Linked DNA regions of Oryctolagus cuniculus: region 2 is linked to region 1. Evidence: chromatin contacts called from public Micro-C data. All regions are on one chromosome and are shown on one strand. Each heading gives the region's core, a stretch centred on a gene start, on an enhancer-like site or on the middle of the called end of the contact. The rest is flanking DNA. Distances are from core to core; before and after follow the strand shown. Region 1 overlaps PSEN1 (presenilin 1). Region 2 holds the start of NUMB (NUMB endocytic adaptor protein).

Region 1 (6,382 bases), core at 780-3,279:
TTTAAACTCTAAAACATCATTTTCAATGGAGGAATTCTGTAATGTTTCTGAAATGAACAATAAAAATAACTGATACCCAGCATTCAGGGGCTGGCATCGCGGCCAGTGTGGAAAGCTGCCACCTGTGACACCAGCATCCCATGTCAGAGTGCCAGCTCAAGTCCTGGCTGCTCTGCTTCTGATCCAGCACCCTGCTAAAGTGCCTGGAGAGACAGTGGAAGATGGCCAGGGCTTGAGACCCTGCTAACCGCGTAGGAAACCTGGATGGAGTTCCAGGCTCCTGACTTCAGTCTGGCCATATGGTGAGTGAACCAGCAGACTGAAGATCTATTTCTGTCTCTTCCTCTCTGTCACTCTCTCTCTTAAATAAATACCTCTGCCTGTCTGTAACTCTGCCTTTCAAATAAATAAGTAAATCTTTAAAAAAATAAATAAATGGCTCTTAGAGAGAGAGGATATACATTATATATAAAAAAATAAAATAAAAAAAAAAGAGGGGCCGGCACTGTGGCTCACTTGGTTAATCCTCCGCCTGCGGCGCTGGCATTCCAAATGGGTGCCGGGTTCTAGTCCCGGTTGTTCCTCTTCCAGTCCAGTTCTCTGCTGTGGCCCAGGAAGGCAGTGGAGGATGGCCTAAGTGCTTGGGCACCTGTACCCACGTGGGAGATCACGAGGAAGCACCTGGCTCCTGGCTTCGGATCAGCACAGTGCCGGCCACAGCGGCCATTTGGGGGTGAACCAATGGAAGGAAGACCTTTCTCTCTGTCTCTCTCACTGTCTAACTCTGTCAAATAAAAAAAAAAAAAAGCAGTGCATGGATTTCCAATTTTTTTTTTTGCACCAAAATAAACTAATGTTTTAATTTCATTTTCCATGAACTTTTGGAAGTCTACTTATACATACACACACACACATACACACACACATCCATCTATCTACTTACCTGCCCTCTATGTTTCCTTTGTAATTCACTCAGGTTTTTATGAGTTCTTAGTAGCATGTTTGTGAGTGTTCTTAAACATTAGCCTTTGCCTGTAATAATGTTTGTAAACAATTTTCCTATTTAGGTTAATCACTTCTGTTAAGATTTTCTGAATTATTAAATGAATTTAAAGCCCCCTCTTTTTTTCCCCCAAGATTTTATTTATTTATTTGAGAGGTAGAGTTACAGACAGTTGAAAGGGAGACAGAGAGAAAGGTCTTCTCTCTGCTGGTTCACTCCCCAATGGGCCGCAACAGCCGGAGCTGGGCTGATCCAAAGCCAGGAGCCAGGTAAAGTCTCCTCTTTCCAGAACATTAAGCAGTAAAATGAGTTTTTCTCATATTGCAAAAATGAAAGTTCAGCTTTCCTGTGCCAAGGGCTCTGAAAGAAAAGACTGTTGCTGCAGTATACGACAGTTACTGCGTCCCCACAACCTGAACTACGCAAGCCAGGCCCATGTGACTTCACTAAGTTTCAGTTCCACCTGTAACAAGAAATGTGTACTAGATATGTACTAATTAACTGCTCTTTTTGTTCCTGTCTTTTTAAGCTGTTTGTTTTCTAGCTTCTTGGGCTTCTCATAGACATTGCACAACCAACTATTGATAGGAGAAATCCTCAAGGTTTATTTCCAGACAGGTTCTGGCAGGTTTCTGAATTTCTGACTCTACAGTTCTTCTGTACTTTATATTAGGAGTCAAAGTAAACAACTTGTAGCCTAGAACTGTCTAGTTAAGACTTGAACATTAACAAACACAAAACAATACAGAAATAACAAATAAGTGTGGAAATCTGGATGAATGCAAAATACATTAATATAGGTTCTAAACTGGGGTGGGGACCGCCTGGTCTATGTGCCACATAAGGCACTGGAAATCACGTGGCCTGGCCATGTCAATGCAACTCCAGGTGGAACTGAAATTCAATAAATGTATAGCAGTATATATATATTTTTTGACAGGCAGAGTGGACAGTGAGACAGAGAGAGAGAGAAAGGTCTTCCTTTGCCATTGGTTCATCCCCCAGTGGCCGCTGCGACCAGTGCACTGAGGCTGATGCACCGCGCTGATCCGAAGCCAGGAGCCAGGTGCCTCTTTCGATCTCCCATGCGAGTGCAGGGCCCAAGGACCTGGGCCATCCTCCACTGCACTCCCGGGCCACAGCAGAGAGCTGGACTGGAAGAGGGGCAACTGGGACAGAATCCAGTGCCCCGATCGGGACTAGAACCCGGTGTGCCGGCACCGCAGGCAGAAGATTAGCCTATTGAGCCGAGGCGCCGGCCGCAGTATATTTTTTTAAAAGATTTTTTACTTATTTGAAAGGCAGAGTTACAGAGAGCAAGAGGGAGACAGATCTTCCATCTGGTTCTTCACTCCCCAAATGGACACAACAGCTGGGGCTGCGCCAGGCTGAAGCCAGGAGGCAAGAATTCAGCTGGGTCTCCCATGTGGGTGCTGGGGCTCAAGCACCTGATCCATCCTCTGGCGCATTAGAAGGGAGCTGGATCGGAAGTGGAACAGCAGGGACTCAAACTGGCGTCCATATGGGGTACTGGCAATGCTGGCAATGCAAGCAGTGACTTAACCCCTTAGGCCACAATGCAAGCCTAAGGCTATTTTTTTTTAAAGATGTATTTATTTATTTGAAAGAGAAAGAAAAAGAAGAACTGCCTGTAGGTTCACTCCCCAAATGGCCCTAACAGGCCAGACTGGGCCAAGACCAAGCCAGGAACCTGGAATTCCACCTGGGTCTCTCATGAACTCAGGCTATCCTCCATGACTTTCCCAGGTGCCTTAGTGGAAAGCTGGATCAGAAGTGAAGTGCTGGAGTTGCAGGTGGAATCTGAACCTCTTGCACCACAATGCTGCCCCTAACAGGTTAATTTTTAAGCTGATAATTTTGTATGGCTCCCAAATAACGCTATAAATATCCAAACGACCCTTGTTAGATAGGTGGAATAAGCACATTCCATCCTATCTCTCCTGAATGCAGCTTCTACCAAATGTGGACAGAAAGCACGCCACAACTACTGAGGACTAAAAGAGCCCCCTCTCCACCTAGAGGTCACACACTAGCATGACAACGGGAGCTCCAGAGTCCCCAGCTATGGCTAGAGGAGCAGCAAAGGGGTCTCCTAGCAATCAGAGAGCAAATGAAAATCACTTTAATTTTTCTGGCATTTCTTTCATTCTTTCATGTCCAAACCCCTAAAATCCTGTGATGACGGCAATGCGGGCAGCAGGAACCTAAAATTCATTAGGAGGGGAACCTTTCTTTCTGACTGGCAGAGCTACAGTTCCCAGAGAGGGGTGAACAGTCCTTGCTTTGTTTCTCTTTCCTTCCACATCTTGGCCCTGACACTAGGAAAATAAAGCCCAGCTTTCTGGCTGGAGGAAGGGAAAAGAAAAGCCCAGAGAAACCAGAAAACAACGAGGAGAGCTTGGACAGGGAGAAGTCCAAAGAAGCACGGGCTGTTTGTAAACCCACGGGCCCATCCCTTCAGTGAGCACGTGCGCGTGACCCTCAACGGCACGCATGGACTTCGACAACTCAATTCCAGGCCAACACTTGAGTCTCAGCCTGGTGACTGGGTGACACACAGGACATACCTGAGCAGCATCACAAAGGTTTTGAAGACTAAACTGACACCGTAACCACAGCCCACAGAAGGCCGGTTGCTACCTGTGGCCTAACCCAAACAGAAAGACTGGCCAATAAAACCTATCAATATTCTTCACAGGATTTTTAAAAAAATATTTATTTGAAAGGCAAAGTTAGAGAGGGGGAGGAGAGAGAGGGAAAGAGATCTTGGATCTGGTTCAATCCCAAAAGGACTTAACAGCCAGAGCTGGCCAGTCTGAAGCCAGGCGCTTCATTTGGGTCTCAAGGTGGGTGCAGAGGTCCAAGAACTTGGGCCATTCCCCCACTGCTTTCCCAGGCACATTACCAGGGAGCCAGATCAGAAATGGAACTTCTGAGACTAAAACTGGTGCCACACAGGATGCCAATCTTGCAGGCATTATCTTTACTCGCCACACCACAGTGCTGGCCCTTCTCCATAAGATTTAAACACCAGCAAAGTTCATAATATTCAAAATGCCTAGGATACAATTCAGAATTGTTTAGCACACACATAGCTGGACACATTTCAATTTCCATAAGAAAGACTCGATGAAGGATTAGCATTATAGCTTATGGGTACAGCTGCCACCTGTGATGCTGACATCCCACATGGGCGCCAGTTTGAGTCTCAGCTGCACCACTTTTTTTTTTTTTTTAAGATTTATTAATTTATTTGAAAGAGTTACACAGAGAGGAGAGGCAGGCAGAGAGAGAGAGAGAGAGAGAGAGAGGTCTTCCATCCGATGGCTCGCTCTATAATTGGCCATAACGGCTGGAGCTGTGCCGATCTGAAGCCAGGAGCCAGGAGCTACTTCCAGCTCTCCCATGCGGGTGCAGGGCCCAAGGACTTGGGCCATCATCTAGTGCTTTCCCAGGCCACAGCAGAGAGCTGGATCGGAAGTGGAGCAGCTGGGTCTTGAACCAGCACCTATATGGGATACCGGCACTTCAGGCCAGGGCATTAACCTGCTGAGTCACAGTGCTGGACCCTGCTCCACTTTCTTTCTTTTCTTTTCTTTTCTTTTCTTTTTTTTTTTTTTTGCAGTTCAACTTTTTATTTTAATAAAATCAGAATATGCACAGCACATGCAGTGCTAGCATCTAAACTAATACAATAAGCAATTACTAAAGCTACAGTGACTTGAGGTTCAATCTTTACATTCAGTAAGTTTAAACCCATTCTTACATGATTTTTGAAACCTTATTTATTAACTGAAAATATTGCTTGCTGATAAAACTTGCTCAAATGCTATCACTGAATGTACAAGTCACTGATTATGCCAATACAACAAAGATAACCACATGTTTGAGGACTGCAATGTGGAGACATTCACTGAAAAAAAAATACACACAATTAAACAAAACTCACACAACAAACATCTGAGAATCTGGACACTTTGTTTCAGTGTTTTGAAGTGTTTCATTAATATCTTAAGACAAGTGTATCAAAACCTTGGCATGATTTAATTTCAAGTAGCCAATTTTGTTTTTACTAACATCAGAAAGTTATGGCTACACTGCCAATGCCGGGTCTGCTTAATTTGACTTAAGAGTTTAATATGACTTGGCCAGCACCGCGGCTCACTGGGCTAATCCTCCGCCTTGTGGCGCCGGCACACCGGGTTCTAGTCCCGGTCGGGGCGCCGGATTCTGTCCCGGTTGCCCCTCTTCCAGGCCAGCTCTCTGCTGTAGCCAGGGAGTGCAGTGGAGGATGGCCCAAGTGCTTGGGCCCTGCACCCCATGGGAGACCAGGATAGGTACCTGGCTCCTGCCATCAGATCAGTGCGGTGTGCCGGCCACGGCGGCCATTGGAGGGTGAACCAACAGCAAAAAGGAAGACCTTTCTCTCTGTCTCTCTCTCTCACTGTCCACTCTGCCTGTCCAAAAAAAAAAAAAAAAAAAAAAAGTTTAATATGACTTAACATTAAAAGCTCACACTACCCCGAAATATATAATTTCACGCATAAGGTGACATTCAACATTCAAGTGCCAGTGTTTTTGTACTGTCTTTTGGTCAAGTTTCTTTAAACTTTCAAAGAATCACTTTTAGGCTTACAAAAATAAATATTTGTCAAAATGTTCAATAAATATTACATAAAACTAGCAGCAAAAAGTATCTAAAAATCTGTCGTGTGCAAATAGTTTTCTTCCCAACTATCATTCCCATGGTCCCAAATACATTTTAGAATCTAGTCCCATCCCCTTCTTAGACAAGCTGCGTTCAACAATCTCCAAGAGACAAAATAAGATTGGAAGTTTAAGGAGACGCACACAAGACATATATATAAAATTCTCTGAATGTGCAATAAAAGAAGTACTTTGTAAAAAGTTATGGGCAAAATGTACAAGGGCCTAAACCTAGACTAACTGAAATAGCACCATAACAAATGACCTCAATACTGTCAAGTGCACCTACTTAATACAAGTTTTAGAACAAGGCACAATACACTTGACAATCTATTGCACTTTAGGAAATTTCTGCCATCTTCCTATGCCATGTAAAAAGACTGAGCGTTTGATCACCGCATTCTGGCCACAGAATCAGCCCAGAATTCAAAGTGGCAGAGGCATTTTAGTGGTGGACAATGCTCATCTTTGGCCAGATTTAGCATAAATAGACTATAAATACAATGGAAACCTATGCAACTAAAACTGACTAAACTGCACTCTAGAGCAGAATTGACACCTTGTGCAGTTATATACATATTTCCAACCTGTGTTATCTCAAAGATTTCAGTTTGTTACTCTTCTGGAGCCATTTTTACAAAGTCTATAGTA
Region 2 (6,636 bases), core at 322-2,821, 260 kb before region 1:
AGTCACTGTGGCTGTGCAAGAGCCATTATTACCCAAAGTACCATAATAATGGCCGTGCCCTCCTATGATGTTATTGTTTTCTATCTGCCAGGGCATTAATTGCCTTCTAGCTTTGCCCTAAAATCGGGAGTACAGCACACTGCCAAGCCTAGAGAGAAGAAAGCGCTGGTCGTGTAGTTAAAGGCCGTGGTGCCATCTCATTCTCTCTGGTGGTCGTCTTCACATTTGCATGTTACTTCATTTGCTGGGGAGTGTTAGCTCAGGTTTGCCTTATATGTCTGGTCTTGGTTTCCATCTTATCATGGTCAATGTCTGATTTTTCCTTCAGTGGAATGAGTCAGACATCTCAAGTTATTTCGGCTTTTCCACTTTCCTTTTACAGGCTTTTTTGTGAGTCACTGAATTGAATGGGAGGTTATTTCTAAATTGGAAGGTGAGGATGAGAGAAGGGGGAAGAAAGTTCTAGAAAATCACTAGGAAGAAACACCTTATTGTTATGTTTAGTTACTGGAGGAATAATTTCTGCTTAGTTTGGTGGTAGAAGTGCAGAGTTTATTTACACTTGACTTAAAAATATAAGCTAGAAAACACACAATTTTCGTTTTTTGGATAATGAACCACACTGTTTCAGAATCCTTGTAGCTTGCTCAGGAAAGGACAGGAGGTTGGTAAATAGAAGAATCAGCAGGAAGAAGGACGAGGCAAGGCACATTTCCAAAGTCCAGATTCTTGATCGACAGGAAGTAATTTTTTTTTAAAGATTTATTTACTTATTTGAAAGGCAAAGTTACAGAGAGGCAGAGGCAGAGAGAGAGAGAGACAGAGGTCTTCCATCTTCTGGTTCGCTCCCCAGATGCCCGTAACAGCTGGAGCTGAGCTGATCCAAAGCCAGGAGCCAGGAGCTTCTTCCTGGTCTCCCACGCGAGCGCAGGGGCCCAAGGACTTGGGCCATCTTTTACTGCTTTCCCAGGCCATAGCAGAGAGCAGCTGGGACTTGAACCGGCGTCCACACGGGATGCTGGCGCTGCAGGCACTGGCTAAGCCACAGCAGCAGCTCCAGGAAATACTTCTGAGGAGAATGCTTCCTTGACTGTGTCCCAACCCATTCCTGGGTGTAGGTTTCATGGCCCATGGGTTAATGTATTATTAGCAGAGTTGTGAGGAAGGTACATTTAAATCTGATTTAGAAATTGTAATCAGGCCAGCATTTTGTTATTTGAAAACAGAAAAAGTGGGTGGAAATGAAAAAGAAAAGCAAAAAAGCTAATGATGAATATATTTCTAGAAGCATAAGAGTTTTTATAGCAACACCAGATTTCTTCAAAATGCCTACTGTGATTTGTACCCAAATGAATAAAAATGAAATCATTTATTCTTGTGCATTTTGCCAAGTTAGGAAAAAAAAACTGCAATTCATTCAATTGTACTAATTTAGACTGCTAGGAAGAGGGGAGGTTTAGAGAAAAGAAAAAAGAAGCTTTTAAGGTATCTGACACAGCTAGCTAGTAGGGCTATTTAAGAACTGCCGAACATCAAAACCAAGTGGGGGTGGAGGTGGGCGGGGTGGGACGGAGCGGGATCCTCACTTCCAGAGCATCCCAGGCTTGTTCCGAACTCGCCTGGTCGCTTGGCAGAAGCCAGCCAGGAGGGGTCTGCAAGCCGGAGAACTCTCACCAGGCCACTTCGGGTTTGCTGGGGACGTGTACTGATTTCTGCTAAACAAACGGCTGCACTTTGCCCTTCAGAGACTCCCGGAAGGAACTTCGAGGAAACTGGGTGAGCTGGAACCTCAAAAAAAAAAATAAATAAAGGGGGAGAAATGTTAATCTCTACGGTATCTTTCTCCCGCGAGGTTAGAATCACTTCTTAAACACAGCCCTTGATGTTGGTGTTTCGCGAGTACTAGCTCTGAGAAAGCCGGCCGTGATGAGCTCCTTGTAGGTAGGGAGTTGAAGAAGGCGCAGAGTTTTACAGAGTGAACTCTACAACAAAGAGTTAACCCTTCCCCCGTAACCTCAGAGGTGAGCGTCGCCCCCCCCCCCCCCCTTTTTTTTTTTTTGGCTTTCTACTGCGCAACCAAACTGCACAAGCTCGAACAATCATGGCCGTCACATCCCTTGCCTGTCAACTTAACAGACACTTTCAGCAGCCTATAATAACTTCGAGCTTCTCAACAATCAACCAATTACAACTAGAGCTTGGTCTAGGACGCTTCAGGTCTGGGCGGGGGCGAATAACAGATCCAGGAAAAGGGGCGGTCAAGAGGCGATGATAGGCGGGTAAACTAAGCCAATCAGAACACACGGCCGCCGCCCCACAGCCCAATGGATAGGTCGGAAGTATGAAACAGGGTGGGCCTGTTGTCATGGGGGAGGTGGTGGCGCTTGGTGGCTACTGGCGGCCGAGGTAGAAGCAGTGGCGCTGGAGTTGTCCGGGGCCAGCGGCAGGTGAGTGCCGGTAACGCGAACCTGAGAGCTGGGGGCCGTGGCGGAGCAGAAACTGGCTCTGCGCTCTGGAGGCGGGAGCTGAAAGAAGGGGGCCTGGACTGCGGGCCGGGTCGGGGCCGGGGCCAGGGCGGAGGCGGAGGCGGCGGTGGCTGCGAGTTCGCGCTGACTGGGCTCGTGGGAGAATGGCCCGGCTCCCGGCGGTGGAGTTGGCGTTGGGAAGGTAGGCTGGCGCCGGACCCAAGCGGGTGAGGCCAGGAGGTCCCTTGGGACGGCGAGTTGCTCAGGTCTGGGGCACTGACTGGCGGCCGGCGTGTGCGGGGTAGGCGCCTGAGGAGACGGGAGCGGCTGGGGTCCCATGGAGAGGGTACCCGGGGGCGACCCGTAACGACCAGGTCCGAGGGTGGGGTCACTTGGGAATACCCTGGGCAGCTTGGGGGTGAGGATGAAGGAGAACCCGGGAAACTCGCCAGCGACCCTTGCGGAGAGAACGGGGGCGGGGGGTGCCCAGGGAAACTGGGAGTGGCCCCGGTCGGAAAGAGAAGGGGAAGGGAAGACCGAGGGCGGGGGGTGGCGGGGAGCGGCCCGGGGCCGAGTCGGGGCGTCTGAGGAGAGACGGGGAGCGGGTCGGGGGCCCTCCTGGGAAAGGTTCCCCGGAGAAAGGCTGCAGTGGCGGCGGAGGAGCGGCGGGTCTTGAGGAGGGTCGGACGGGTGGAGACCTTGAACTGCTCGGGCGAGGGGAATCGGAGCGCCCTGCCCCCATAGCTGGGCCAGGAAAGGAGACCCGAGAGTGGACCTGCAGCTCCGGGGACTGAGGATCCCCAGGGAACCGGGAAAGAAGTCCTGGTGCCGCAGCTCAGGCTCGAGGCCGGGGCGGGGGTCCAGCGGGGAGTGGAAGTTCCCCTGGTTGGAGAGGAGTCCAGCAAAATGGGTCCAGGTGGGCGGGGGTGGGAAGGGAGACGTGGTTTCCCTGTAGGAAGGGAGGAGATAGGATGAGAAAGTTCCCCGGGAGAGTGGTCTGGTGGAAGCTGGCCAGGACAGTAAACGCGAGAAAGCAGCAGAGGGGCCAGTATTGGGTTCTTCTGAAAAGTGATAGGTTCTAAGGTTTTCAGAAGCAGAACAAACTTCAGCTTCTACTTAACACTAAGGTGCCCTCCAAGGCCGCAGCAAAAGAGCCTAAAAGCAAGTTTAAGTGACTTGCATTCCGGTGCCTTAGAAGAGAAATTTGTTCTAGCGTGACGACAGTAATGTTAGAAAATAAGGACAGTGACAGGATGAGGGATTTAAGAGGGAAAGGGGAGGAGTGGCTGAAGGAAGGGAGGAGAACTGGGAACTAAATCCGAGAATATTCTTGTCGAGGATAGGCAGACCCTGCTAAATTGAAAATGTGTTTGAATTCTAGTTCCGCCACTTCCCTTGGCCGGCTTAGCCTCTGCTGTTTCCTTGTCTGTATAAAAGGGGTAGTAATAGTTCCTACCTCAGTGGTTTTGTTTCATCTATTTATTTTTACATGAATGAGTATTTGTAGAACTTTTAGAATAGTTACTGGCACACAGTAAGCACTGTGTATTGTTAAGCAGGGGATGCAGATCCGAGGTCTTGCTTGCTTGCCTGTGAAGCACCTGAAGGGCTTGGTAATACTCACTGCTGGCCCCCACCTGCGGTTTTTGATGCGGGAGGGCTGGGCTGAGGCCCAGGAATTTGTATTCCTCTCAGGTGATGCTTAGGTGGGTTAAGAGGACCACTGTTTAAGAACTTGTTTTAATGAAAATAGTAATAATGTGGCAGCCCTGAAATGCCTGCCCATCCTGTTAAAGAGGCAAATTGCAAAAAGGATCCTGTTGTAAAAGATATCCATTTTTAAGCCTCGATTTTTCAAGCTGTGGGTCATGATTTATTAGTAATTTATAAAATCAATTTTGTGGGTTACCACCAGCATTGAAAATAAAATGAATTAGATCAGGGTAGGCCAGCATTTGAGCTTGGTAAGGAAAAGTATTGTTTTGAGCTTTTCTCGTAAACGTATGTCACAATATAAAGTGACTTATACAGTTAAATGTTTAAAAACCTGTTTCGAGCCACTCAGTGTATTGAAAGCAACCCTCTAATACCTAGGAATTGGACTTATTATTTTTATTTCTGTGATAATTCTTAGGTGGTTATACATTCCGTTAAATTTTTTCAATTTTTGAGTTGCATTCTCCTGTGTTTGTCTTATCACATATTGTGTTGTGCTTCTGACCCTGGAACTTCTTTTGAATGTTGAGAATCTTTGGCATGAGGACTTGAGAGAGCTTGAAGCAGAAATTGAGTGGTGTTTCTCAAATGTGATCTAGTTTTGTTTCACTTGTGCCCTTTTGTTCACCCTTTCTTTTTTATCACTTTAAAGCACTGTCGGTAAAATACCTAAGGGTGTACAGACATATTGATGGTAACACCGCTGAAATGAACTGGTTTGAGAACGTTTCATGTATAGAAAATAAGCAAAAACAAAATAAGAAACATTTTAAAAGAGAAGAGTGAAAAGTTATTTCCTTTTTAGACAGTAAAGGCATTTTAAAGATTTCTTGGCTTTTCACTAATATAAAACGAAGATATTTTTAAGTGAACTGGATATACAGTTTCTAGGTTTTTGTGGAGAGGAAATAGTGATAATACTTGACAACAAAATGCACCTGGGATAGACGCGTAACTACAGAGTAAGTTGTTTATTAAGCAGGCACTTTTGTTTTGATGTTTTTCTCCTCTGGGAGTGAATTGGATATGGTATACGCTGTAACTTTCACTAGCCCAAGAAAACCTAAATGCAACCAATACTTATTTAAAGCCATAGGAAAATATGCGTGTGTCTTTTGCTACTCATGGTTTGAGTTTTCTTTACTGAAAACTAGATAGTTTATTTGAAAACTATATGGTGTTGCTTTAGATCCGTGCTAATAGATAAAAGAACAGAGAAAGCAATTTTGAAAACTGAAAAAGGTGCTTGCAAGTCTTTAACCTACGAGATTATGTAACCCTTTCATTAATGTTTTATGAAATTGTGAAGAAACTGTTGGTGTAGTGTTACATCAGGATTTTTGCATATTTTCTCTCAAAAATAATTTTCAATTATATTTCAGGTTTTTATATTTAAAATATTTTTTGGAAGACTACAAAATATAATCATCACAGGTTTGAGTTCCAAAGCAGGAGCAATCTTTTCACAAAACAAATTCACTGATTTTTTTCCATGACAAACATTATAAGGATGAAAGTTTTTGATTCTTTGCATTGAGTTAAATGGGGTACCCCCACCACTGGATTTTTTTTTTTTTTTTTTTTAAGATTTTATTTGTTTATTTGAGAGGTAAAGTTAGAGAGAGAAGGAGAGAGAGGTCTTCCATCTGCTGGTTCACCCCCGAGATGGCCACAAGGGCCGGAGTTGGGCTGATCTGAAGCCAGGAGCCAGGAACTTCTTCCAGGTTTCCCACATGGGTGCAGGGGTCCAAGCACTTGGGCTGTGTTCTACTGCTTTCCCAGGCCATAGCCGAAGGTTGGATCGGAAGAGGAGCAGCTGGGACTAGAATTGGTGCCTATAGGAATGCTGGCACCATAGGTGGAGGCTTAGCCCACTATGCCACAGTGCTGGCCCATAGAATGGTTATTCTTCAAGTCATTGCATAATTATATAGATCATTCAGTTTTATGCAAAATGATGGAAGAGTGTGAAATTTTAATCAACTATAGGAAAAATATAAAAGTTAATTCTTCATAATTGTGAACATTGAGCAGTTTGATCACTTTTAATGAATGGACTTTTAATAATTTGACATATCATCTGTAACTTAATCATATTTATCTACAAATGCTTTTGATTATCCTATTTTACATAAGGCTTCATTAATCTGTGGTTGATAGTGTTTTTTAAATCTCAAACTGTTTGCTCCAACTATATTATTATTATTTTAATTTTTTATTTATTTTAACAGGCAGAGTGGACAGAGAGAGAGAGAGACAGAGAGAAAGGTCTTCCTTTTTGCTGTTGGTTCACCCTCCAATGGCTGCCGTGGCCGGTGCGCTGCGGCCGGCGCACCGTGCTGATCCAATGGCAGGAGCCAGGTACTTCTCCTGGTCTCCCATGGGGTGCAGGGCCCAAGCACTTGGGCCATCCTCCACTGCACTCCCTGGCCACAGCAGAGAGCTGGCCTGGAAG

What was found. Hi-C and Micro-C count contacts between places; a contact is called where the count stands out from the background.
Region 2: a contact with region 1 is called in a Micro-C map of ear pinna, with 2.0 times the contacts expected there. The contact joins the promoter of NUMB here to the enhancer-like site in region 1. A contact is called at or near these places in 2 of 6 Hi-C or Micro-C datasets (ear pinna and an unstated tissue).

What each region holds. Positions count from the first base shown.
Region 1 is chr20:19,332,443-19,338,824 of mOryCun1.1, reverse strand. All of the region lies in intron 5 of PSEN1 (presenilin 1), which reads right to left. Among named protein-coding and RNA genes, the nearest start is that of PSEN1, 46 kb to the right of the region's middle. Within about 2 kb of position 2,029, at least 1 of the 8 cell types and tissues checked has an H3K27ac peak or open chromatin away from gene starts, as enhancers often do. A contact at or near this core is called in ear pinna, where this site is marked.
Region 2 is chr20:19,591,607-19,598,242 of mOryCun1.1, reverse strand. NUMB (NUMB endocytic adaptor protein) reads left to right here and starts at 1,571. Exons shown (of 10, transcript XM_070065238.1): 1 at 1,571-1,776.